Regions from separate parts of the Mus musculus genome. Here regions 2, 3, 4, 5, 6 and 7 are each linked to region 1. The links are chromatin contacts, called in public HiChIP or PLAC-seq and promoter capture Hi-C maps. All regions are on one chromosome and are shown on one strand. The core of a region is the stretch at or near the end of the contact, and the rest is flanking DNA. Distances in the headings are between cores, read along the strand shown. Region 1 holds the start of Ensa (endosulfine alpha). Region 2 holds the start of Vps45 (vacuolar protein sorting 45). Region 3 has its middle 22 kb from the start of Anp32e. Region 4 holds the start of Anp32e (acidic (leucine-rich) nuclear phosphoprotein 32 family, member E). Region 5 holds the start of Bnipl (BCL2/adenovirus E1B 19kD interacting protein like). Region 6 holds the start of Mindy1 (MINDY lysine 48 deubiquitinase 1). Region 7 holds the start of Otud7b (OTU domain containing 7B).

The links. Promoter capture Hi-C pulls out the DNA fragments that hold promoters and counts their contacts. HiChIP or PLAC-seq counts read pairs in DNA pulled down with a chosen protein or histone mark.
Region 2: a promoter capture Hi-C map of liver shows a contact between it and region 1, with 2.9 times the contacts expected there. The contact joins the promoter of Vps45 here to the promoter of Ensa in region 1. A contact is called at or near these places in 6 of 39 promoter capture datasets (cranial neural crest, hippocampal neurons, liver and 2 more) and 1 of 484 Hi-C or Micro-C datasets (embryonic stem cells).
Region 3: an H3K27ac HiChIP or PLAC-seq map of embryonic stem cells shows a contact between it and region 1, with 4 times the contacts expected there. The contact joins the enhancer-like site here to the promoter of Ensa in region 1. A contact is called at or near these places in 2 of 39 promoter capture datasets (cranial neural crest and pre-B cells), 2 of 115 datasets of contacts at active chromatin or transcription factors (embryonic stem cells and extraembryonic endoderm stem cells) and 1 of 9 other capture datasets (adipose tissue).
Region 4: a contact with region 1 is called in a promoter capture Hi-C map of erythroid cells, with 15 times the contacts expected there. The contact joins the promoter of Anp32e here to the promoter of Ensa in region 1. A contact is called at or near these places in 5 of 39 promoter capture datasets (the 3T3-L1 cell line, cranial neural crest, erythroid cells and 1 more) and 1 of 9 other capture datasets (liver).
Region 5: a promoter capture Hi-C map of the C10 cell line shows a contact between it and region 1. The contact joins the promoter of Bnipl here to the promoter of Ensa in region 1. A contact is called at or near these places in 2 of 39 promoter capture datasets (the C10 cell line and liver).
Region 6: a promoter capture Hi-C map of erythroid cells shows a contact between it and region 1, with 2.2 times the contacts expected there. The contact joins the promoter of Mindy1 here to the promoter of Ensa in region 1. A contact is called at or near these places in 3 of 39 promoter capture datasets (erythroid cells, hippocampal neurons and macrophages), 2 of 484 Hi-C or Micro-C datasets (both in embryonic stem cells), 2 of 115 datasets of contacts at active chromatin or transcription factors (fetal liver and pancreatic cancer cells) and 1 of 9 other capture datasets (liver).
Region 7: a contact with region 1 is called in a promoter capture Hi-C map of pre-B cells, with 4 times the contacts expected there. The contact joins the promoter of Otud7b here to the promoter of Ensa in region 1. A contact is called at or near these places in 2 of 39 promoter capture datasets (cranial neural crest and pre-B cells).

Annotation. Positions count from the first base shown.
Region 1 is chr3:95,623,077-95,626,732 of GRCm38.p6, forward strand. Ensa (endosulfine alpha) reads left to right here and starts at 1,904. Exons shown (of 4, transcript NM_019561.2): 1 at 1,904-2,100. The coding sequence starts at 2,044.
Region 2 is chr3:96,056,655-96,059,970 of GRCm38.p6, forward strand. It overlaps Vps45 (vacuolar protein sorting 45), which reads right to left and starts at 1,801. Exons shown (of 15, transcript NM_013841.3): 1 at 1,028-1,801; 2 at 326-460. The coding sequence starts at 1,120.
Region 3 is chr3:95,949,881-95,953,339 of GRCm38.p6, forward strand. No RefSeq gene overlaps it. Among named protein-coding and RNA genes, the nearest start is that of Anp32e, 22 kb to the left of the region's middle. Within about 2 kb of position 1,426, at least 443 of the 459 cell types and tissues checked have an H3K27ac peak or open chromatin away from gene starts, as enhancers often do. A contact at or near this core is called in adipose tissue, embryonic stem cells, extraembryonic endoderm stem cells and 1 more, where this site is marked.
Region 4 is chr3:95,927,436-95,931,211 of GRCm38.p6, forward strand. Anp32e (acidic (leucine-rich) nuclear phosphoprotein 32 family, member E) reads left to right here and starts at 1,822. Exons shown (of 7, transcript NM_023210.4): 1 at 1,822-2,215. The coding sequence starts at 2,162. Gm46815 (a long non-coding RNA gene) reads right to left here and starts at 1,590. Exons shown (of 3, transcript XR_001783926.1): 1 at 1,305-1,590.
Region 5 is chr3:95,249,127-95,252,690 of GRCm38.p6, forward strand. It overlaps Bnipl (BCL2/adenovirus E1B 19kD interacting protein like), which reads right to left and starts at 2,067. Exons shown (of 10, transcript NM_134253.2): 1 at 1,839-2,067; 2 at 1,041-1,136; 3 at 680-744. The coding sequence starts at 1,882.
Region 6 is chr3:95,280,753-95,284,492 of GRCm38.p6, forward strand. It overlaps Mindy1 (MINDY lysine 48 deubiquitinase 1), which reads left to right and starts at 2,183. Exons shown (of 10, transcript NM_199475.1): 1 at 2,183-2,873. It overlaps Prune1 (prune exopolyphosphatase), which reads right to left and starts at 1,324. Exons shown (of 8, transcript NM_173347.2): 1 at 833-1,324. The coding sequence starts at 871.
Region 7 is chr3:96,102,394-96,106,182 of GRCm38.p6, forward strand. Otud7b (OTU domain containing 7B) reads left to right here and starts at 2,134. Exons shown (of 12, transcript NM_001025614.1): 1 at 2,134-2,426. It overlaps Gm30044 (a long non-coding RNA gene), which reads right to left and starts at 1,963. Exons shown (of 2, transcript XR_375856.2): 1 at 1,795-1,963.

The sequences.
Region 1 (3,656 bases), core at 654-3,153:
AGATGATGAGATAATGGCTTAATTTGAAAGGCGGAGGCTGCCCTATGTGTGTATTCATATAAAAGTAATACAGTCCTATCTACTTGATAGATGCTCAAGAACTACTCTATTTCTTTGGTTGCCTTTCGTTTTTGAGACAGGGTTGCACTGTGTAGTCTTGGTTTGCTTCACACTCGAGATACTGTTTCAGCGTCCTTTGTGGGAGTATTATAGACAGGAACCATCACACAGGTTAAGAACTATTATTGAACTATGGCTTTGTTTACATTAGCTGGTATTTAATATGTGTTAAATGTTTACCATGTGCCTAGAACTACCATCTTAAACTCAAGAAATTATGTCTCCACAGAGTGACCCTTAACTGTTAGCATCCTGTCTAAGCTCCACCCCACAGTTACCTGGCAACAGCCAGGAAGGCCTGACCCACTATAAAAGGTGCTGTTTGCCCCTCTAGGTCTCTTGCCCTCTTGGTCTCTTGCTCTTCCCTCTGTCTCCTTGTCCTTCCCCATTCCTTTCCCCCCTTTCCCACGTGCTCACGGCTGCCTCTACTTTTATAATTCTCTACTCTCTCTGCCTTTCTCTACCTCTACTACCCTCTCTCTTGACTCCCCTCCCCATGCCCTGAATATACTCTATTCTATAGTCCTGTGGCTGGTCCCTCAGGGGGCAGGGATGCCTTAGCATGGGCCTGCTGAGGTACCCCCTTCTCCCATACCTCACTGTTGGTATTCTGTCTGGACTCCACCCCCCACAGTTACCTAGCAACAGCCTGGTAGGCCTGGCCCACTATAAAAGGGGCTGCTTGCCCCCTCCTCTCTCTCTTACTTTTGCCTCTTACCCTTTAGTTCCCCCTCTTCCCCCTCTCTCCCCATTCCCTTCTCCTTTCTCTCCATGTGGCCATGGGCTACTTTCTCCCTCTCTCTGCCTTTCTCTGCCTCTACTACCTTCTCTCTCTCTCTCTCTCTCTCTCTCTCTCTCTCTCTCTCTCTCTCTCTGGTTTGTTTGTTTGTTTGTTTGTTTGTTTGTTTTCGAGACAGGGTTTCTCTGTATAACCCTGGCTGTCCTGGAACTCACTCTGTAGACCAGGCTGGCCTCGAACTCAGAAATCCGCCTGCCTCTGCCTCCTGGGTGCTGGGATTCCACCATGCCCGGTTCACTACTACCCTCTCTCTTAACTCCCCTCCCTATACCCTGAATAAACTCTATTCTATACTATACCGTCATGTGGCTGGTCCCTCAGGGGGCAGGGATGCCTTGGCATGGGCCTGAGGCACCCCCTTACCCCATACCTCACCACACCCCCATAGAACATAACCTTATACTTCTCTATATTTCTATAATCACAACACTCACCACAACTCCATAGAACATATCTCCCTTTATGTTTTTATAAATACATCATTAACAGTTATAATTGCCTACATAAGGACTAAAGTGTGAATGAAAACCTTACAAGAAAACTCAAGTCTCCTACAAGCTAGCACTGAGTCCTGGAAAACTGCTGAATATCAGTTTGTCTTCCAATTTTAATTTTTGGTCGTGGGTAACTTGTTCTAACACCGCTCAAGGCTTGAGCCTTTGCACCAGAGAATAAAGGATTTCTATGTTAACCCGGCTCGGATGCAACATTCAGCGACTTGCCCAGGATCTGGCTAATAAACTGAACACAGCTTCAGCCCACCCAAGAAGCAAAAATACCAAAGCTTGCTGTCCTGCCCCTAAGGTCCATGCAGGCTTTTAATTGGTTCTGTGGCTCACTCTCTTTCCCGGTTGGTGTTCTAGCTTGCCTGTCGCTCTAAAGAATCCGCCCACCTCCGGCCAACGCTTATTGGTGTGTCGTTACATCATTGCCCCGTCAAGCCCACTCTCATTGGCTCTCATAGGAGGGGGCGGTCTCAACGTCACGGGCTTGAGCCGCCATTTTGACTGAGCAACCATAGTGACAGGAGCCGGAGCAGCAGCTCAGGTTGTCCCCGTTTCCCCTCCCCCTTCCCTTTTCCGGCTGACTTCCCGGGCCCTGCATTACACAGTCCCGGTTCTGCCATGTCCCAGAAACAAGAAGAAGAAAACCCTGCGGAGGAGACCGGCGAGGAGAAGCAGGTGAGGAGAAGGGGGGACCGGGGGTGGCCGCGCGGGCGGAATACGCCCCCGCTGCCGCTGATTGGCCGCCTCTGCCTCAGGCTGTACAGGGGTTGGCCACTACTAATGTCGCGCAGGCTGCATTTCGGCGCGGCCTAGTGCCCTGATGTCGATTAGTCAAGCCGATTGTCAATCTGTGGGCTCCCCTTTCTTATTGGCCAGTAGGCCTCTATTCAGTTCATGGAAGCCGTTCTATAATTGGGCGAGCTCTGGCGTGGGCGGGTGTTTGGAAAGATGAGGCGAATGAAAGGGGGCTGGATGGTGGTCCAGAGCTGTAAATGAGATGTTTGATTAGTAAAGATAAATACCAGACTGGAGCTCATCCTTCATCCACAGCAAGATAGAGGTCAAAGTGAAGACATTTAAAATGAACCAGCATTGGGGGAGGGGAAAAGAGTAATTATTACCATGGGGTAAGTTCAGGTGGCAACTTCCTTAGACCTGTTTGGTAGGGATGGTTTGTTGTTCACCGTCAGTGACTTATAGATCCGCTCGAATTTCTCCGCAGTGGGATGTGGTCCACCCACCATCGCATTATGAAAACACTAGTGCCAAACCCCTTCTTCGACACCATATTTGAGTTACTTAACACTGAGCTCAGGGACTCATTAAATACACTTAGTGTTATCTCTGACCCTGTTTGTCAAGTGAAAATACACTAGCCAGGAGATGGTGGCGCACGCCTTTAATCCCAGCACTTGGAAGGCAGAGGCAGGCAGATCTCTTGAGTTCTGAGTTCAAGACCAACCTAATATACACCAAGAACCCCTCTCTCAGAAAATATAAAAATAAAAACAACAAGAAAAACTAATGGCATGTTGATTTCTGTTTTCAAGTATATTACTCTGGTAAATATCTTTAGAATAAGCCACATGCCTAGCGTCCTCCACAGTGAGACCATATTGCTTCTTAGAGTGTGAATGAGGAGGGAGCCTCTCAGCAGACAAAAGCTCCCCTGACCTGTAGGACAGCCAGGAACTCTAGTAGTTCCTTTTTTATCTTTCCTGAGTGAGCTCTGGCTTGCTCTATGGTTCAAGTATCATGTTGAGATACTACCTTTAACCTAGTGTTCACAGGTCACGGGTGATTCCTTGAGTGTAATATAAGAACTAACTTGTTTTTCTTTGCTTGATACAGTTATCTTGAGCTTAGGCATTTGAACAAAGGTCTAGCTTTTAAGAGTAGAGGAGCAGGAAAGATTGGTTAGGAACACTCATTGCAGAGCACCTGGGTTTAGTTCCCAGCCCATGGTAGCTCACAACCATGTACAGTTCAGTCTAGGAAACCGGGCCCAGACTGAACTCAGGGCACTGGGCATCCATGTGGTACACAGCCATAGCCATACGAGTCTGCAGAATACATGCACATAAAATAAATAAATCCTTAAATAATACACACACTCAACAGAACAGAGTGTAGATAGCATAATTACAAACAGGTAGACCTCTAAGAAAATTTGATAATACAAAGGTTATCAGATATTAGAAGTCATTGTTTTTCAGCCATTAATTTCACTT
Region 2 (3,316 bases), core at 551-3,050, 430 kb after region 1:
ACGACAGTAAGAGCTGTAGGAAAGAGATGTGACGGTGGTGTTCAGCACGAGGTACCAGGTCAAGCCAGCACTAAAGTGACTTAGGTTCCCAGAGTTAGTGGCTTTGGGAATAGCTATTATTCTAAAAGATCTCTAGAAGGAAAACCTGGCTGTGAGGGGGTGAACTGAGGCATGGAAAGGAGAGAAGAAAGGTCACAACTCTGACAAAACAGGATAATTATGATGCCACAAATGATGGTAACACAAATTTATTTTGCCTTCTTAACGCTTTCGGATCAGTACTCTGCATTTGCCCACAGAGACGGCAGCTCAGTGTGTGTAGTACCTTTGTGGGTCGAAGGAAACAAATTGCTTTTAGGTGTTTCATGATCTCTCGATTTTGAGAATCAATTCGTTCGAAGAGGTATACTTCCTTCTGAAGAATCTCTGACTGTGTGTAGACCATACTCACTATACCAGTCTGTAAAGCAAAAGAACGAACTAAGATTATACTAGTCCGGACTAGTAAAAACATGCATCAATAGTTAAGCCTTTTGCCACTAATATTTGAGTAGGTAATTTAAATTCTAATATACAGAATAATATTTACCTAATATCCAAAACAGGCTGTAATGTGTTAGAATGAAAACCTACCACTCTCTCTGAACATGAACAACTCAGAAACTTCTAAAGAGGATCTTCACCATTCCTTTACAATTCCTTTTTTAAAGTTGTGGTCAACAAATAGCCTGTTATTTCAGCTGAACCCCAACAATTTACTTTTAAAAACAACGTTGAGTAAAGTCTTCCCTGTGTCGCCAGTAACAATTTCTTTGCAGACACTCTTTCAGGTGTAAGAAGTCTCTTGGCACCAGTTAGAGCTGGTTAGACTGCACACCCACTGGGAAAGCATTCTACAACTTTCCCAGTGCCAGACAGACTTGATCATCGTCATCAGTGAAATGCTAAGTTCTACAGCGGAACGGGGCCAGCAATTCTAAAGGAAGGGAGAGCTTCCTTTATAAATACTGAGCAAAAGCAAACTCACCGTTTCTTTATCCATGAGAAGTACCTTCATGCCCGGCCCGCTGTCCTCTATCATTTTGGAAATATACTGCTTCACAGCAAAGACCACATTCATGGTGGCGAATTGACAGGTGCCCCACAGCCCTTCCCACCCACTTTCCTGGCTGAATTAACCTCAGGCCTGTTGGGTCTCAGCTGCTTCCGGTCGCCAAAGCCTCGGCTTCCGGGAGTCCGGGTAGCTCCGATACTGGGAATTGTAGTTCCTCCGTGGAGTCCGGGACTCAGACTCAGCAGCTAAGCGACGGTGCCATTCCCGACGCTTCTCGGTAGGGAGTGGAAGGCAGCCTGTTTCCCCGAACCCGCGCTGTGCTGGCTTCTGGTCCTGAGTAGGGAAGCGCTTGGCGCACCGCGGGATACAGCTCTCTCGGACACTGTTTGCTGAGCATCTTTTCTGAAGCCCTCGCACGTCATCGTAGCACTGGGCAGGCTGGGGCAGCGGGGTCCCAGGTCTGTACTGCATAGCAAGTTCTCTGATAGCCCAGGCTAGGTTACAGAGGCAGCCCCGGTTTTCTAAAGTATCCAAACAAAGTAGCATCAAGAGACGGCATTTTGTATTTGGTAGGTCATAGAATGAGACTCAACTGGGTTTCCTAAAGAGAGAAGGGGAGCTGAAATTCATCACGTTTGTTGAATGAAGAAACAATGGGAACGCTATTTAGAGATGTTGTAGACCTTAGAGACCCCAGGAAGGCGCGGAGCTTCCACCCGCCCCCTACTCAGGACCGCTGGGACTGCGAGCTCGCGGCGCCCAAAGTACTGAATTTGGTTGGCTTTCAGGGACGCCGGGTTTCCAGGGCCCCTGCAATGGGCGGGGACAGTTAATTCATTGGGGCCGGAACAAAACCAACTTGAGAATTTAAAGGTAAACACATTTTTAATCTAAGAAGCAAGAACAATTAGCAATCAACTGGATCTTAAAGCTTCAGTTTCCAAAAAATTCAACAGATGACACACTATTATCACACTTCGGATCAAGGTGTTTTGTTCCTCACCTTCTTACAATAGAGAACTGTACAACCAGGAAGACAAATAACTGCAACAAATCATTGGCTATTAGTGCTTCAAATATTTACACCAAAATAATGACGTGTGTGAGATGTGAAACTGCAAAGGATCACCAGAGGTGAGAAGGAGATTTTAAGAGAGGGAGACCCGGATAGACATAGTATTGGAATACAAGGGAATGAATACAAGGAGCACAAAACAGACAGACTATTTAGTAGAGGAAGGGGACCAGGGAGCTTTAGGAACCGCGGGGTTAGGGGTAGAGGGGCTGGAGGCAGGAAAAAAAGGAAACACATTAGAATGAGATATTATTGTCATGTGTATAAATGCCATTATGAGACTCATTGAGAATGCTAATTTAAAAAATTAATTTAAAATCAACACAGCACCACTAAATACTAGTTTTTTCAACATACTGTAAGAAATATGCGGTTAAATAGAATAGAAGAACTTAATCGGGTTATGCAAATTATGCGAAGTTTCCAAATCCCTTGAGGAAGACTAGAAGTCACTTGAAATACAGGTATTTGTCACTTCTAAAATTGTGAAAATGTGTTCTTTTCAGTTTTCCAGTCAATAAATAAACCAGTAAATAAAACTTCCCATTGGGCACAGTACAGGTTTTGAGACTTTCTTTCTTCTTCCTTTTTGTTTGAATAAGGCTTTGCAATGTAACACGGGCTGACTTTGAACGCGTGACCCCTCAGTGTCTGCAGTGCTGGAGTTACTGGTGTGCATATGTTTTGACAGAAGCCTTAAAGCTTTATATTAAACGAGTCAGTGGGATATTAACTACACACAAATGAGATCTAATGTTATATACAATCCTGTTTTATCAGCAAAAAAGTTCATATATTATAGAAAACTGACTCATCAAAGAAAATAAAATTTACCCACAAATCTAGCAAGTTACTGGTATCTGAAAAATCACCATCACCCATGTTGCTTGGATTCTATTTCCTTACCTGGACTGTAATATAGTATGTCATATTTTTTCAACTTTCTGTATCTTAAAAAGAACAAGCCAGCAGTGGTGTCACACACCTTTAATCCCAGCACTCAGGAGGCAGAGACAGGCAGATCTCTGAGTTTGAGGCCAGCGGGGTCTACAGAGTGAGTTCCAGGACAGCAAGGGCTCTGTTACAGAGAGAAACCCTGTCTCAAAAAATAAAACAAACTGAACAAGAGACGAGGAGTAGAACAATGATTGTCCTTGAAATGGTGCCTTGTCAGATTACAATTGTAA
Region 3 (3,459 bases), core at 176-2,675, 330 kb after region 1:
CCCCCCCCCTTTTCTGAGAATATTGAGTTAAATCCATCTTTGCAGCTCTGAGAATTATTTGTAGATTAGATTATTTTTCTGGATAAGATTAACAATGAGAATTTTAAAAAATTCGAATTCCAAGTGATTTTACAGATTTTTTATTAGATATTTTCTTTATATACATTTCAAATGCTATCCCGAAAGTTCCCTATACCCTCACCCCGCCCTGCTTCCCTACCCACCCACTTCCAATTCTTGGCCCTGACATTCCCCTGTACTGGGGCATATAAAGTTTGCAATACCAAGGGGCCTCTCTTCCCAGTGTTGGCCGACTAAGCCATCTTCTGCTACATATGCAGCTAGAGACACGAGCTCTGGGGATACTGGTTAGTTCATATTGTTGTTCCACCTATTGTTGCAGACCCCTTCAGCTCCTTGGGTGCTTTCTCTAGCTTCTCTATTGGGGGCACTCACTGATAAGTGGATATTAGCCCAGAAACATAGGACACCCAAGATACAATTTGCAAAACACAAGAAAATCAAGAAGAGGGAAGACCAATGGGTGGATACTTCACTCTTCCTTAGAGTAGGGAACAAAATACCCATGAAAGGAGTTACAGAGACAAAGTTTGGAGCTAAGATGAAAGGATGGACTATCCAGAGACTACCCCACCAGGGGATCCATCCCATAATCAGCCACCAAACCCAGGCACTATTGCATATGCCAGCAAGATTTTGCTGAAGGGACCCTGGTATAGCTGTATGAGGCTATGCCAGTGCCTGGCAAATACAGAAGTGGATGTTCACAGTCATCTATAAGATTTTACAGATTTTATTTTGTAATAAAGCTGTATATATCGGAATATGGGGTTCCCGGGCTGCAGTTCGCAGGAGGTGCTGCGCTAGACGCCAACTTTTAAGGAGACTCTTCTAAGGTCGCGTTTCCCACCGCGATCCCCGGGTCGAGCCAGCGTGCTGCCACGTATCGGGTCTTGATAGGCTTGAACAGGTCATGCCATTTATCTAAATGCTTTTGGAAGTCAGTCCTCTGCCGCAGTCCCTGGGCATATCCCGAGCTTCCAATCTTTATTTTCCGTTTTCTAATTGCTGCTACTACAGCAGAGCGCCCTGCTGGGGTCCGCCAAGAACAGGACTTAGGACAGAACTGCAAATCGAGCACTCGTTCCGGAGCTAGCGAAGGCGGATGTGACGTCAGATCGACTACGTCGGATGCACCTGCCAGGCCTGGGCTCCTGGGAGTGAGACACGGTTGCCCCAGGGGCTAAGGGACAGACTCGACCTGACCGAATCCCATCACAAGGACGCCTTTCTAAACTCCACTGGGCCGCAGCTCTGGTCACGAGGCTCGGCCTCACTCCACCACCCCCCCAACCCCCGCCCCATCCCTTGTCAGAGCTCCCGTGCATGCGCAGTCGCGCCGGAAGCACGGCTCTGGAGTTTCCGCATCACGGACCTCAGGGATCCTCTACGCTGTTCATTGTCCTTCGGGTCTCGCAACGTTTGCCTAATGATTCCCAATTTCAGTGTTGCATCATTCTAAAGCCTGATGTTGAAGACTATCGCCCAACCCTGGTTAGCCAGTAATCGGAAACAGCAACGTTATGTGTCTTCTAAAGAAATGAGGGCTAGTTTTGTTTTGTTGTTTTTGGTTTTTTTTCGAGACAGGGTTTCTCTGTGTAGCCCTGGCTGTCCTGAAACTCACTCTGTAGACCAGGCTGGCCTCGAACTCAGAAATCCGCCTGCCTCTGCCTCCCAAGTGCTAGGATTAAAGGCGTGCGCCACCACTGCCCGGTGAGGGCTAGTTTTTTTGTTTGTTTGTTTGTTTTAATTTAGATTTTATGTGTATGAATGTCTTGTGTGTGTGTGTGTGTGTGTGTGTATCACTCGTGTGCCTGGTGCCCTCGGAGGTATCAGATGCTTGGGAGCCTCTGGGGATTGGTCCTCTGTAAGAGCAGCCAGTGCTGGAACTCACGCTGTAGACCAGGCTAGCCTCGAACTCAGAAATCCGCCTGCCTCTGCCTCCTGAGTGCTGGGATTAAAGGCGTGCGCCACCACTGTCCAGCTTGTTTGTACACATTTTTCACTGACCTTGTCCTCAGGAGCTAACCCTCCTATCTATCCATCCCCTTTCCCTACTCCTGGAACTGCTGCTAATTGATAAAACTTAAAACTACATCAGTCAAGTTGAGCAGGTGCTGGGAGAAAGCACTGAAGAAAACCGACTCCGAGACTACACATAAAACAGGAAGACAGCAGGGCTTGGTGGCGCACGCCTTTAATCCCAGCACTTGGGAGGCAGAGGTAGGCGATTTTCTGAGTTCGAGGCCAGCCTGGTCTACAAAGTAAGTTCCAGGACAGAGAAATCCTGCTTCGAAAAAACAAACAAACAAAAAACACGAAGGCTCTTTCTTTACCGAACGAGTGATTCCAACAGAGAGACTTTGTAAAGGTCCATTACAGAGAGAGTTAGGACTTATTTTTCCGTCTTTTAGTCAATCACAGCTGAAGGTAGTTTGTCAAAAGTATCAAAGTAAAATCATCCTTAAATCCTTTTTATTAGAACCAACGAACCACTTTAGAATGTTTGCATCAGTTTGTTTTGTACAGTAGAAGTTTCTTTGGAGGTCTGAGAAACATGGAAAAGGTCTTGGACTGCAGGCCATCCTAGGCCACATAGCCAGTCCTATCCTCAAACAGACAAGGATGGAGCAGAGTGTAGCACAAAGCTAGTGGTTTGGTCCCTGCTATTTGAAGAAGGAGAGGTGGTAAAACACTTGGATTTTTGCCCACTTTGTGACATTGTATCTCTGTATCCTTGGCTGTTCTGGAATTCAATCTGTAGACCAGGCTGGCCTGGAACTGGGATAGCCACTTGCCTCCCCAGGTGCTGAGATAAAGGTGTGCACCATTGCTGCAAGTTTTTAAATGTCTCTTTTCTATTGACTAACACCTCACTATTGGTGGATAAAGGAGATGATCTGTGGTGCCTGCCAGTTTACAGGGGGAGAATGGGCCGTCACCGGTACCCAGTCACTTCCTCCAAACTACATACGTATATGGTCTGTTCCTATAGCTTATTTCTGTAGCTCTTGTTTTTCATAACCCAGACTTCAAAATGCTATATGAGAGGCACAACAGATGAATTCTGTTCTTGGTGAGCAGGATTCAAAAGCTGAGACAGACCTCTGTTATCTTTTCAGTGAGTTTGATCATAAACACTAATTAGTGTATCCTTTTCTTAAGTTAGGCTTCAGTGCACTGGCCCCAGGATTCAAGGAAGGCAACAGCAGTGGGGGTGGGGTAGTCACAGCTGTCACTCTAATTTGCTTTCCTTTTAGTCTTTGTGTGTTCAGTCTTTGGGAGTCATTTGTGGTTCACAGATTAAAAAATGCCAAATTATGCACAGATCCAGCTATTGTTAAAGGCATCTTGTTTAACAAACATGGATACCTGTGC
Region 4 (3,776 bases), core at 572-3,071, 300 kb after region 1:
AAAACCAAACTCGGTGGTAGTGGTGTATCCCTTCCCTCCTTTTAATATTATTTTGAGTGTTTTCTGCGCATGTGTGGCTGTGGCCCACATGCATGCTTCGTCCTGGAGGTTCGGAGATGCTGAACCCCCTGGAACTGAAGTTAAGGATGGTTGTGAAGCACCGCTGGCGTCTTCTGAATGAACAAGTACGCGCAGCATAACTCAACCACTATACCACCTCTCTAGCCCTGTGGCACAAGCCTTTGATCTCAGCACTCAGGAGGCAAAGGGATCTGAGTTCGAGGCCAGCCTGGTCTACAGACTGAGTTCTAGGACAGCCAGGGCTACATGAAGATACCCTGTTTTGTACTTTTCATCTCCCACCAAAAAAAAGATAAAAATAATATTTTGAAGGGAGAAAGGATTTGTTTTAGTTCACAGATCTTGGTATAGTTTATCACAGAAGGAATTGCAACACATGGCAACTAAGAAGCAGAGAAAAAGGAATCTAAAAGAAATAATTACATAGTTTCTGTTGTTATTGTTATTTTGTGACAGAGGCTGGCCTTGGATTTACTTAGTAGATGACTGTGGATCTGCCCCTCTCTCCCTTCTGAGGGCTATGATTAAAGGAATGTTGGATCTTTCAGGAACATTAAACAGAAAAAAAAAGTTTTGGTTTTGTTTTTAATTTACTTATTTTGTTTTTGCATATCCGTGTGTTTTGCCTGCACGTACGCACACACAATGCATCTGTGCCTGTGGCCTGTGGAGTCCGGAGGATGCCTCTGAATTTCCTGGCATTGTAGTTATGGGTGATTATGAGCCACTATATGGGTGCTAGAAATCGAACCAGGGTGGAACCTCTGCTAGAGGTCATTGCCTCTCCATCCCCTCACACTTAAAAGAACATTTTAAGTAGATTCCTGTAGGAAAGGAGAGGCCTTGCTGGACAGTTTCTGATAATTGTGTTTCTTTAGGCCTGTGTTATTTTTCCTCTAAGGTGTCAATTTTGTTTGTTTGTTTTTCTGTCTTTTGGAAACAGTCTCTCCCCACCCCACCCCCCTTTCTGTGTAATCCTGGAACTCGCTCTGTAGACCAGGTTGGCCTCGAATTCAGAGATCTGCCTGACTCTGCCTTCCAGTGCTGGGATTAAAGGCGTGTGCCACCGCGGCTGGCTCTAATATTCCAACTTTTTAGCAGTGACAAATGACCTCAGTATCAACTCCTCCTGGACAGTTTTATTTAAAGGCTTCTGACTCAACGTGCTAAACTCAACTCTGCTTTCAGAGCCGTTCCCCCCTTTATGTTGGAAGTTAAAATACCTTCTTTATCACGCTCTGGTTCTACAAGCAGTTCGGGACGGGGAGGTGTCACCAACACGCTGTTCGCGCTCGCGCCCCTGCTTACACTTTAGCCGCAGAGCAGAAGGCTTGTGCTTTAAGACCACCGAAAGCTCTGGGTGCAGTGTGTTGCATGACCCACTTACAACTTGGGGATGCCAACGACGCCTTTTCCCTTCCTTTTAACCCTGAAGCCAGAAAAACCCCAAACAAACAAAAACAAACCCAACAGACACCCAAACCGTCCTACTACCAAGGGGAAAGCGCGCCAATCACACAAAGAAAAGGAGGGGGGCGACTGGGATTCAAAATCATTTCTCCGGGACGTACATCCTCCCGAACCTATCGGAATTAACTGCGCGCCTAGTCAGAGCCAATAGACACTGAGTTTCTGGTCCAGGTCCCCCCTAAAGACAAATGGACAACCCTCTAGCCCAATGGAGTCGTGTGACGCTAAGGACTCGACCAATCCCGTTGGGAGGTGGGTGGAGTGTAGGCTAGGGGGGGTTGGCGGTGCCGTGTCATGGAGGCTCAGTCTCGCAGCAGCCATTGAAGGGGAAGGAACTGCGGGCGCGCGCGTGTCTCTCTCCCTCACTCTCTCTGTGTGAAAGTGTGTGCGTGCCCGAGTGTGCGCGCGCGGGTGTGTGGACTCGGAGGTGGGGGCAGCCGAGTTAGTCCCAAGTCGTCGGACTCCATTTGCTATTCTTTTCTTTCTCTCCCACACCCGTGTGGTAGTGGGCGTTCGTCTTTGCGTCTCTTTTCATTCATCTCCAGACCTTTAGAGGTTTTTTTAGGGTTGGGGATAGTGGGGAGGGCAGGCGAGGGGAAAGGAGGAGGACATGGAGATGAAGAAGAAGATTAACATGGAGTTGAAGAACAGAGCCCCGGAGGAGGTGAGATGACTCAGCCCCCATAGTCCCCTCCCGCCCTGGATCGTGAGGGGTGGGCTTCGGGGGTCCGGGTGGGTGCGCAGGGCGGGCTGGGAAGCGCGCCCCCACTTGGGGTGGAGGCGGGGTGTTTATTTTAAGTTTTAAATCACCAGGCTCTTGTGCTTAAAATGGCGAAGGGCTTAAGTTTCTAGGGGCATTTTCGTGAGCGCGCGGGGGCTCAGCCCCATGGCGTCCTCGCAGACTGGTGGCCCGGCATCGCGGGCGCGGGCGGCGTGGGCGCGACCCCCGGGTCCTCGCCACCTGCGAAGTTGGTGTAACTTTCCCGCGGCGCCGCCACTCGGCCGGCCGCGGCCCCGGGTGTGGGACTCGCGCCGATCTGTGCCCCACGCTCCCTCCGACCGTGCCCGCTCGCGGGCAGCACGCGCCGCGGCCGGGGCCGCAGCGGAATCCCGGGACCCGACGGCGCGGGCCGCGATCCGCGTGGCGCGCGGACTTTTACGCAAGCTGGAGGCTTGTGCGAGCCTCGCTGCGCTCAGTGCGGTCGTAGGGAAGAGTCCCGAGTCTTGAAGGGGGCCCGGGAGGCGTCGCCCCGACTCCCCGCCGTCGGATTCCCTAGCGGTTTACGCCAGGTCCGCGGGTCTGGAGATTGGCCGCGGCGGGCGGGGACCAGGCTCGCTGATTCGCGGCCGCGGCGTGAAATCGAGGGACAAGGGGTCCGCGCCGCCGTGGTCCCTTGACGCCCGCTCAAAGGCGGGCATCTGCCGGGCCTCCACAGTTATCATGCAGAGCCAACGGTCCCTGAGCCCTGCTGATTTTCGTGGTTCCTTTGCGGGTTTTGGTGACTGGAGGCGAGAGAGAGGTGGTGGAAACATTGTTGCTGTGAGGGTTATCTCTGGGAGCAATGGAAGTTTTCTAGAGCTTCTTAGAAGATTCTAGAAAAACTCAAAAGTTGAAAGCTGTCAGCAGGACGTGGTGAGTGATATCTGTAATTCTGTATATCTGTAAATCTGTACTTCTCATATCAAGAAATTCCCAGCCCTTGGGAGGGAGGCCGAGGTAGGACGCTGGTTGCAAGTGGGACTCTGTCAAACAAGGCAAAGCAAATCAAAACAAGCAGTTTCTCAGAAGTCTTGTGGAGCAAAAATGGGTCGTCCCCTCCGCCCCATCCTTTCACCTTCAATTTGGAGGATTGCTTGACATGCCTTTTTGCAGTCTCTTTCCTTTGGTGTGGTGTGGTAACAGTTAAGTTTATATAGATAGTTTATAAGGCACTCCCATTTATTTACTTTCTCCTTGGGAAAATGTAAGCTGGGTTGTATTGTTCTAGAATCCAAATTAGCAAATAGGAGTAAAGTTGAAGAGCTGGGATTCTGACACTAGGTCTACAAAACTCTTGCTGAGCTCTAAGAAGTCTCTGGTTAAGACCAGAATCCAAAGGCTTAAGAATTGCTTGGCGTGGTAGGCATTTAATTCAAGGCAGAGGCAGGCAGATCTTTTTGAGTTTGAGGCCAGTTTTGAGTTTGACTACAGCTGTCTCAAAAACGAACAGCCAGACGGTGGTGGC
Region 5 (3,564 bases), core at 817-3,316, 370 kb before region 1:
CCTCCTGCTTGTTTTTGTGTGTATGGGTATTTCTTATACGTCTGCATGTCTGTGTACCACACATTGCGCTCTTAGAGCCTAGAAGGGGGTGTCAGATCCCCTGGGACTGGAGTTAAGTTTGGTTGTAAGCCACCATGTGAGTTCTGGGACTCAAACCAAGGTCCTCTGTAAGAACGGCCAATACTTCTCAACTGCTAAGCCATCTCTCCAGTCCTGATAAATGCAAGTTTGAGGTCAACTCAGGCTACACGAGTTCGAGACCAGCCTGGGCTAGAAAGTTGAGTCAGTCTCAAAGAAACCCAATTATACCACAGTGGCTCTCACCTGTAATCCCAGCACCCAGGAGGCAGAGGAGGAGATCTCTGTGGATTCAAAGTCAGCCTAGTCTACAAATGAGTTCCAGGCCAGCCAGGGCTACACAGAAAAACACTGTTTCAAACAAATAAACAAACCAACCAACGAATAAATGAACAAAACCCACCGAGCACCAACAATAAAAAAATTAAAATTTAAAGGCGATAATAGCTGTGCATTTTGAGAAAGGGATGTAACCTAGGGTAAGTGGAAAGGGAGAAAGTTGGGTACAAAGAGACAGAATACACAGCGACACCCTCGCCTTAACAACAGTGCCAGAAGTCAACTCAAACCCCAGGTCTAGTTTCCACCTTCCTTTCCCTACCTGCCTGTGAGCCTCTCTGAGGGTCTTCAGGGTCTCCAGGTGAGCCAGGTTCCTCAGGAAGCAATCTAGAGGGGAGGGAATGAACAGGGCTTTAAACACAGACCCCAGCCAGCTGCCTTGTCATCCTTCCCTCTCCACCATGCTTCTTTCTTTTCTTGCCCTAATTTCCCATAAATTTGTTTGGTTTTAGGTCTGTGGGTGCATTTTGTCTACATGTTGATCTGTGCACCACACATGTGCCTGGTGCTCTTGGAGCTCAGAAGAAGGTGTCAGATCCCCTGGGACTGGAGCAAAGGATGACAGAGAGGCACCACGTGGTCTCCGAGACTCAAACCTGGGGGCGAGCAGCTCTCAGCCTCACCTAGGAAACTCTTCATCTTGCCACTCCTCTCTTAGCTCCAGCTCTCCAAGTTTCATGGTTGCTCCTGGTTCTGAGGCTCCTGCCTTCTCCTTAGCCCTGAGAGTCAGTGGCCCAGAAGAAAAGACCATGAATCAACCTAGACAGTATCCTAAGGGAGCCAGACATCAGGTGGAAGCCACTGGTGTGAAGAACATGGCAAGGAGGCCCCGTCTATGTGTACAGGCGTTTTCCCTTCCCACTTGACAGAGCAGCTCATCTGCTGCTCAGCTTAGCAGAGGGGATGGCCTAGCAAGCTAATCCACTTGATGGTAGTGGCTTCACCTACAGTGTAGGAGTGAAAGGCGTCCCATATCCCGACTGGCTGGAACCCAGACAGACCTGCCCAGTTAACCCTGGGAAAAGCAGTAGCAGATGGCACCTCGTCAGCCCAGCCTTTCCCCTGCTGTGCTTGGAAACTATGGGACAGGTACAAGGATGGAGGGAAAAAAGGAGATACTCACTGGGAAGCAGAACCAGGGTGTACATTTGGTTCTGGGCCAGGTTTCCTAATGGCTATTGTAGAGGATGGGAGTTATAGGAGAGAGGGGGAGGGGGAGGGAGAATGGATCTATTACACATAAGATAGAAACTTTTCTTTAAACTGTGGAGTTGGTTCCATACTGTATTCGTTTCCTGTCCCAAAACCACTCGGTCCCTTCTCTGCTAACTTCTCCCCATGTTCTTCTTTGAGGAAGCCAGGAAGGCCTGGCTGGCAGGGAACGCCCTCTCTGGCTCCAGTCAGGCCAAGGTCTCACTTACCCTCCTTCTAACGTCTCTCTTCCTGTTTCTTGCCTGGTCCCCATCTTCCCAGGTCGTCCTGTGTCCTGTGGGACTTGAGGAGGATAGGAGGCTGTGGCCCCAGCCCCCAAACTCTTTACTTTCCTGTGTCAGCTGCTGCTTTTGCTCTAAGGAGGCAGGAGGTGTGGAAGGGAGGTAACCTCATCTTCAAACAGGTTTTGCCACCTCCCCTCCCAAGGAGCAGGTTTGCCCCAAAGCCCAGCCTCTTGTGTGGGGGCGGGCTTTCAGGTGAAGAGTGAGTGAGAGCTCTGGTCTCCATTCCAGATTCTTTATAACCTGGGAGCCCTTTGTTTTGCCCGCTAAGGAGTGAGGGGAGGTGTGTGTGTGTGTGTGTGTGTGTGTATGTGTGCATTCCTGTAGAAGCCTGAAGCTGGCATTGGATATCTTCCTCCATCTGCTGAGGCAGGGTCTCTCAATTGAACCCAGAGCTCACTGATTCTACTAGCTTTAGCTCCCCAGACTAATTCTAGGGATTCCCCTGACCAGAGAGTGCTGGGCTTGCCCAGCCTTTGTGTGTCCTGGAAATTCAAAGTTGGGTCCTCTTGTTTGGATGAGTGTCTTATGCACCTAGCCAGCTCCTCAACCTTCTATTTTTCTAAGTGCCTTAAGCTTTAGAACAGTCTGATGTGGAATGGATGGTCACATGACCTTTCTGCCTCAGGTCCTACAGGGAGCTAGGTTTTACTTATTTTTAGACTACTATTTATTGTGTGTGTATGAGTACGTATGTGCACCCACGCATGTGCAAGGACGTCAGGGAGGGTGTTCTTCCCTCTATCACTTTGCTGGATCCTGGATCTTGCACTGCTTAGACTGGAAGCCCACCAGCCATCTTCCTGTCAGCTCTGCTTGGAGGCGGAGTATAGGCTTCTGTAAAGTGGCATCCTGTTACACGAGTGCTGGGATCTGAACTCGTTTTCAAGACTGAGGAGAACACAGTTTTAGCTGCTGACCCACCACCTCTCTAGAACTTGGAGCTTAAAACAATTAAAAAAAAATTTAATGTGCATAGGTGTATTGCCTACATATCTGTCTGTGCACCAGGTGTGTGACTGGTGCCCTTGGAGGATAGAAAGTTTCAGATTTCCTGGGCTGGAGTTACTAGGAGCTGTGAGCCCTGTGGGTGTTGGGAAATAACAGTGGGACCTCTGGAAGAGCAGCCAGTGCTCTTAACCACTGAGCCATCTCCCCAGCTCTTAACATTTTTATAAATTATGTTTTATTTTTGAGTGTGTGGGTATGTGGCACCTTGTGAGAATTGGTACTGTCCTTTTACCATGTAGGTGCAAAGAATCAACTTCAGATGGTCATCTTAGCCCTGCCTGCCTCTGCCCATACTATCTCATGGACCTAGCTCCTACCTTTTAAAAGTAGGTCCTGGTGAGGGCCTGTAATCTCAGCTTCTCAGGAGGCTGAGGTAGGAATGCAAGTTCAAAGCCAGCCTGGGCAACTTAGTGAGACCCTGTCTTTAAATAGAAAGTTAAATATATCTGGGGGTGCTGGGCATGGTGGCGCACGCCTTTAATCCCAGCACTTGGGAAGCAGAGGCAGGTGGATTTCTGAATTTGAGGCCAGCCTGGTCTACAGAGTGAGTTCTAGGACAACCAGGGCTATACAGAGAAATGCTGTCTCAAAAAAAACAAAACAAAACAAAACAAACAAACAAACAAAAAAAAAACCCAAACAA
Region 6 (3,740 bases), core at 933-3,432, 340 kb before region 1:
AGTTATTTGAAAGGAAGATGCCTATCTGTTTCTTCAGGGGCAGAGAAACTTACAGCAGGGGGCCAGGTGACTTGGAGCCTTTAAAGGGAAGAGCGACCTAATGCCACACAGCCTGTCAACACAGCTGGGCGAGTCCAGCTGGTTCAGGAAGCACCAAAAATAAGCTACAAAGAATTCAGGGCCGTGCTTATGGTTTAGATTCCAAACACACTTTGTGTTTATCCCTTACCAAGGAGGCGGTATTTTTACGTGTGTGTGTGTGTGTGTGTGTGTGTGTGTGTGTGTGTGTATGCGCACGCGCCTGCATTAACACTAAAGGAGAACACTGGAAGCAAAGGAATGTAAGTTGTGGGTCAACATATATGCCTGATGAATTATTCTGTATATTTGGCATAAAAACAAAGATTTAAAGTAAAACACCACGACCGCCTCTACCTAGGAGGGAAAAAAAAAAAAGGCAAACCGCCATTCAGAGGCAATAAAGCGGTGCACCCAGTGCCCTCCACTCCCAGAGGTTCACCTGGACCCAGTGGGCTGAAGCCCGCTTGCGGGAGGGAAACTGAGAGGGGCGGGGAGAAGGGAGAGACACACCTCGCCGGGCGAGGCTGGCGGCCGCCGCACAGGTTCTGCCGAAGGACCCGACTCAAGCAAACCAAGAGACTCCTTTCTCCGGGCTCTCCCGCCTATGGCCGAAGGGCTTGGTCCTCTAGCTCCCCCGCGTCCATCTCTGTGATCCCTCCACACCGACCGTCCGGGCTCCCCAGATCCCACACCTTCGTCCTTCCCAGACCCCACGCTGCATTCCTTTCGGTCACGGACTGGGACCCGTTACCTGCAAAGCGGCTCGACAGTCCTGCAGGTAGTCCTCCATGGTAAAGCCCGAGGTGTGCCGTTGCCCCTCAGCCAGGAGAGGTAACCCGGCAGAATGTACCCCGCCCTAGACCTAGGGTCTAGAGCCGAGAGTCAGGGGGCGGGACTCGAACCCGCCACTAAAGGGTTCGGCCTCCGAACCCCAGGAGGAAGTGCGTAATCCGGCACTCCGGGAGTCCGGCGTTGCCCCGCCCCCCAGCGGCAGAGGCTGGGTTCTGAGCCCAAAGACTCATGGGACGTCAAGGAGGAGTATGGTATATCGCGGTGCCTCCTGGGAAATGTAGTCCAGCAGCTCGTGTTTGTCCTCAAGTGAGCAGTTTTCGGAGGGCTATGACATGCAAATTGTGTATGTGTCACAATAACTCGCCTTTATGGCATCTGAACTTGCAGATAGGACTAAGTATAGTACCTTTCCATATATTACACCGAAAATCTGTTCGAGATTGATGTAAATTAATCTCTCAATTTTTTTTAAAATACAAATTCTTTCTATCTAGCCCAACCTGTCTGGAATTTGTAATCTTTCTCCTCAGTTTCCTGAATACTGGATTCACAGGCCTGGTTTGGTTAGGACTTTAAATTACAACATTGCTGTACATATTATTTATTAAAATAGCTTCCCTGGTTAGGTGTTTTTTCTTTCTTTTTTTTAAATTCTCCCCTTTACCAAACTGACAAATCGTGATCAATGTGTTTGTTCACGATAGGAAAACATTACCATAATGTTTGACTTGTTTTCTTAAAACCTACTGTCGTGCCAACTCTTCCTCCTTCTTCATAGCCTTTCTTCTACAGCCTGAGCAAATACTCCTCATTCATGGGCTGTTGCAACCGTGACTTTGCTTCCTGGGTCTCTGTTGCAACAGTTCTCTCGGCTTTCCGAGTTGCTTGAAGCCTTATCCTTTGGCCGTCACATCAATAGAGTTTAGAGGAGCCTTCAGAACCTAAGGCTGGGTTCCAACATCCCTTAACTGCCACTTGCGTGTCCCAGGGCAGACTACTTGGGGGGAAAATGTCCCTTCATCATAACATGTTCCCTCATTTTTTAATCTATCCCCAGATCGTCCTGCTTCTCGGGGAGGTGAGAAGAGGCAGAAGAGCGTCTTCCTCGCCCCCGACCAGGTACACAGCTGAACCAGTTTCATTCCTAGCCTTTCAAAAAAAGCATACGGGGAAGAAGGGAAGCCTTGGGAAAGAGCTCAGGGGCTCCAGAAAACCAGGAGTGGGAATTTTCTTTCTTATTGAACGAGTACATATGCAAACACAACGCCCTTCCGCCCTGCTTTCTTGGCTCCAGAGCAGAGGGCTGCGGCGGGCATCCAGGGAGGTCTAATCAACAGCCGCTGTCCCGCCCTGCTCCTCCGGGCTCTGCCAGGCCGCTTGCTTTTCCCGGTTCTCACCAGAGAGGCACACGCGCTCCGTCCCTTCCAGCGGCAGGCGGAGGGAAGAGAAAGGGTCTGTTGTTTTTCTCTCTTCCTTTCTGCGGCTCACCGGGCTGCTGACCGGCTCAGACAGCCCTGATGGAAATCCTCGGTAGCTGAGCAGGCCCCTCCTCCTCCTCCTCCTCTAGGGACCGCGTCCTTGGCTAATTTGTCTTTGTCCGGACAGGGGGAAAAGAGGGACAGAGAGAAGAAAAAGAAAAACCACAAACTTCCTTTGAAAGCCAGTTTGTAGGCACGGCCTGGAGCGCACGCCGGAGGCTCGGTGACTCGGGAATCCTGAAGACTCTGGGAAGCCAGGCGGGACCGCCTGCGCTGTGCCTTGCTTGTCCTCGGCCCCGACCCTGCTCCAGCGTCCCCCGTATTGGGCGTGTGTCCGGAAGTGGCAGCGACCCAGGCTGGACGCCGCGAGAGTAAACCCGTGTCAAGCCGTGTAAGCTCTGGGGCTGACAGCTGGGAGGCGGCTGGCGCAGTCGGCGCCCCTCAACGATGTCCCCACCTCCCGCGTAGAACCGCCAGAGTTGAGTCCTCTCCCAGTGCCGGAACCTCATCTACCTCTTTGAGGTAAAAACTTTTGTTTTCAAACTATCTTCACCTCGTCTCGCAGCTCTCCCTACCCTCTCTGGGCGAAGTTGACACCTGATGTCCCATCTGTGGTCTCTTAAGTCTGGGTCGCTTACAGGATCCCAGGCACCCGGAGCAGTAAGAGATGGAGCAGTAAAAGAGATGCGGTCTTCAATTTCCCCCTTATAAACCCAAACCCTCTCTCTCCCTCTCCTAGAGAGCCAGAATTACAGGGCTTGCTGTATTCTAGAGGAATCTCAAAGCATGTTGGCATGAAGAATTGCATTTGGTTGGAAAGATTGGGTAATACCAGTTAAAGACGTAGGGAGAAGAGTCCTGAGGGTGGGTGAAGTCTTTAAGGATATACCTATTTCATATGCTTTTCCCACTCTGTGAATAGTATCTGCTGCTGACTAGGAAAGGACCAGAGATTTGACTCCCTGTGGGTCACCATAGGTAATTCCAGGAAGAGGAGGTGTAGATTTGGACTGAGGAAAGAAGAGGAGGGACAGGGCCATAACCCCTGTTTGTTTGGGTCCCCCTCCCCTCATGCTTTCCTCTGGCCTTGCAGGGTGCAGCCCTGTTGCTCTTCCTGCCCTGACACTGGAGCTGTCCTCATTCACTGAGCCCCCACTCCCTCCCATGGTTCTTGTAGCTCCTCTCTTTGGTCGACTAGCTTTCCCAACCCCCACTTAATTATTGATCATTTCTAGCCTTGGGCAGAAAATGAGCTGTGCTTGTCTTTAGGCTTTTTAATATTTCCCAGACATGGCCTCTGTTTCAAGGTTGACTCTAAGTGCCATGGGAGGGAAAGAGATGTGGAGAAAGAGGGGTGGAAGGCCTCCAGGTAATCTTTGCTACTCTAAG
Region 7 (3,789 bases), core at 884-3,383, 480 kb after region 1:
TAAGGGGCGTGGCCTTGTGCACACTGCTGGGGTTTTCTTTGATGATTTTTCCATACTATTCTACCTGGTTGGGGGTGGGGGGGGGGAGACTCCGCTGTACTCAGGCTGCTGTGACTATTTACTATCAGATGGTAGCTTTCGGAGCATCGGACACTGTGACAGTGTCTGCACACTGAAAGAGAAGCCGCTCCTAGATAGGCAAAGAAACGGACAGCATAGGAATGGGAAGGGAGTCACTTAATGGATTAGGGACTGGCTGAGCTGGGACCAGAACCCAGGTGGCCTGGCTTCCAGCCCAGCTGACCACACTGCTACCCACACAGACAGAGCTGGCCAAGACAAGTAGCCCATTGAGCAATTACACAAACAACAATGCCTGATGGATGGTCGGAGTAAGAAACAGGCACAGAGCAATGGCAACCCCATCACTTCCTGATCCCTAAATTTCCAGGCAGGCCTACAATGTGCGATCGCTTAAATGGCTTTGACCAGCAACTTGGCTCAACTTTTTAATCTGGACCACTTTTTGTGGTCATTGCCACAAAACAAAAACAAAAACAAAAACAAAAACAAAAACAAAACAACAACAACAACAAAACCAACCCCTCTGCCTTGTACTTAAGGTGGAGAGAGCCTTTGAGCTCCATACCTGGTCCTAAGGAGTGTGTGAAAGTGTGTTAAACATAGTTAATCGATGAGTGTGAAAGCAGCTCTCAGTTTTGCAGAGTTCTGCCTTCCCACATCAGACTTAGCCAGCAGGGGCTAGTATGATCTACGGAATTCAGTGAGACCAAATCCTACCCTCTTCTCAAATTTGTCACAAAATAGTAGTTGCAATCGGTACTCCCTGGATCTTCTAAGCTCTGGCTTGCTAAGTTGCATTGTAAGTTGTGGTATCTTCCAAAGGCACCAGCTACTTTGCTTGGCTGAGACATGTATACGTGGCCTTAGGTTCAGCCCTAAACTTTCAACTCTAAACTTAAGGGTATTTTTCCAGTGGGTTTCCTGTTTCAGGTGTCAGTTCCTAGTCTGGATAATTCTGTGCTCTATCCTTCCCCATTAGAAACCAAAATTCTCAGCGAATACTGAGGAAAATGAAGAGCCAACTGCATTATGCTTTTACATAAACCCAGTGAACATAATTTTGATAATAAACACTGCCTTGAATGTGTGGATTCTAGAGATCTGAGTTAAATTTTAGGATTCATTTGGTTAGAGTATAGCATAAGCTGGGCCCATTTTTGTGTTTTCAATAAAGTAGTTCTTCTGGAAGCAGTCCATATTCCTTTACAAACATGAAAGGCTGAGATGGCTTGTTTGTGTGCTCCTAGGCACAGCTCATTGTAACCTCCGTGACATATATGTTTGTTTTGCTTTATATAAAATATTTCAGTGAATTCTATTAATACTAAATTGTTAGATTGCTGATGCTTGGGATTTATGTCTTGTTGCGTTTTCTATTTCCAGTCTTCCAGAATACAGTGCTTTTACAACAGTAGGGCTTCAATAAGTAAAGGCATTGAGTTATGCTGTAATGTTGTAAAAACACATTGACAATGTGTTTTTACAACATTAACTAAAAAACTGACTGTGGCAGGGATGTTACTAAGGGAGTATTGTTATGCAAGTGAATATAGCAAAGGGTACGTTCACGTCAAGAGTGAAGGAACAAGGGGAATGCATAGCTGGGTGGGGCTGGTTTGTAAGAAGCGATGTTCAATTCAGTCTGGTTGGTCCAGGATTGCGTGGAGTAACTAGAATTTCAACCTTCTCAAGTATTTTTATCCTTCTCACCTTTCGAAAGCTACTCCGCCAGTCTCCATTTCTTCCCTTAGGGCTGGCGCCAACTGATGCGACCCCAAAGTCTTAACAGTCCATGCCGAGCTCCCAGCTCCCGCTCAAAAGTGCCTCCGCCCGGGGGCTCGGGGACGCGAGCCAAAAACGCGCGGGGTCACGCGCCGGGCAAGCGCCAAACCGGCCACAGCCCCAAAGCGGTCCCGAGGGCGGGGCTGCTGCGGGGAGGGGCGGGGCGGGACGGGGCGGGGCCGGCCGCGCCGGGCGGGAGGAGGCCCGGGGGCGGCTAGGGTGTCACCGCCAACCCGCTCCGGCCGGAAACGGGCGCTTGTTTCCGGCCGGACGGCCGAAAGCCACCGATCCTGAACCAGCCGCTGGAGTCGGAGTGGCGACCCGGTGTGGAGGAGCCGGCGGAAAGCCATTGGGAAGAGGCCAGCTCCGGTCAGTCCCGGCTTGGCTCCAGCTCTATCTCCTGTGGAGAGCAACAGCCGCGGTCGCAGTGTCCGCCTCCGCCTCCATCGTCGTCGGGGGAGGGGCCGCTTGGACCCCGGGGTCACTGCCGAGGAATGAGGCGAGGCGGCCGGGCCCCGCGCTCCGCCCCGGCCTAGAGCCTTGCCCCGAGAGTCGCGAGGGTAACGGAGACCCCAGCCCTGACACCCTCCCCATCTCCTCCCCGCTCCTCCCGCCTCTCCAGCGCCCCAACTCTGCGTCGTCGAGCTCCACTGCTCACTCTCTCTGACGAGACTTCACCTGAAGCCATCTCCCCCTGAGCACCCGCTCTCTGCTTGGTCCCCACCTTCCTCCTTCACGCCAATCTTTCACCTGCGTCCTGCGCTCTCAGCCCTGGCCGGCGGTTCCTGTCCCTTCCCCAGCTGTGCTGGGCAGTTTGGATAGTCCCCTCTTGTCAGCTAGACTTTGGGAGACGGATGGCGGAGTTTTAGGGTGGTCTAGATGCAGCCCCCCCCCCCCAAGTAGGATAAAGTTCTTTTAAAGTCACTATAAAAGTAAAAAAGAAAAGCCAAGTTTGTTCTTAACGATAGCCAAACTGAGGTGCGTCCAGTAATGGAGGAAGGGGGGTAGGGAGGGAGGAGAGAGAGAGGGAGAGGGGAGAGAGGAGAGAGGAGAGAGAGACTGTGGTGAGTGTAGGTGTAGAAATTCTAGGGCAGGCTTATGGACTTCAGAAAAAAAAAGTTTCTGTGCGCTGATGGAAACTTTAGAAGCTGATGATGAGTAAGCTGGGGGCTGTGTGATCGCACTCTTCTCATAATTACTAGGTTAACGGTGTGGCTCCTGTTGAGATGGAATGGGATTTGTTTACTGGGCCGGCGTATTTTTAGCCTGTCGGCTCACAAGGACCAGCCCTCAGAGTCTGTCTCTCTTCTCTGGTGATAGAGTGTCAGTCTAACATAGGTGTCTTTTCTGGGCACAAGACACATGTAAAAATGGGGAAGTTGAGAGAAGCGAACTGGTGAGATTTGATCTAAGAGGTTATTCCCCCTCCCCCAAATTTTTTTTTCCCCTTAGGGAATTTTCATGACTGCAAAGCCAATCGCTAACCCGCTTTGACTTTGGCTTTCTTTATCTTTTTGTGAATACTACATAGGGTGTTTTATTTAGAAGCTGGTAATTTGTGGGTCTTTGGCTTTTCCTACAATATACTTAGGTCTTTTAGGATGCTGGATCCCTTTGTGTCTCAAAACCTGTCAGGTGGATAAGAAAAATAAGGAGAAGTGGTGGTAAGAAGACTCCAAAGGAGTAGCTAATTTCTATTTTTTATTTTTTTCTATGTTGCATATCTAAAAAGACATTTAGGAAATGTGTTTCTTAGTCAATGAGATTCTGTTCCTGAGGGATGGAGAAGTCTGCCAGGGAGAATCAGACTTGTAGTTAAATGTTGGCAGTATATAACTTACATAGGAACACATTCTAGGTAAACAATGAGGAATTAATTATGTTCTTTACCCTCATTGTTTTTCAAGCAGGTCTTTTAAGTTT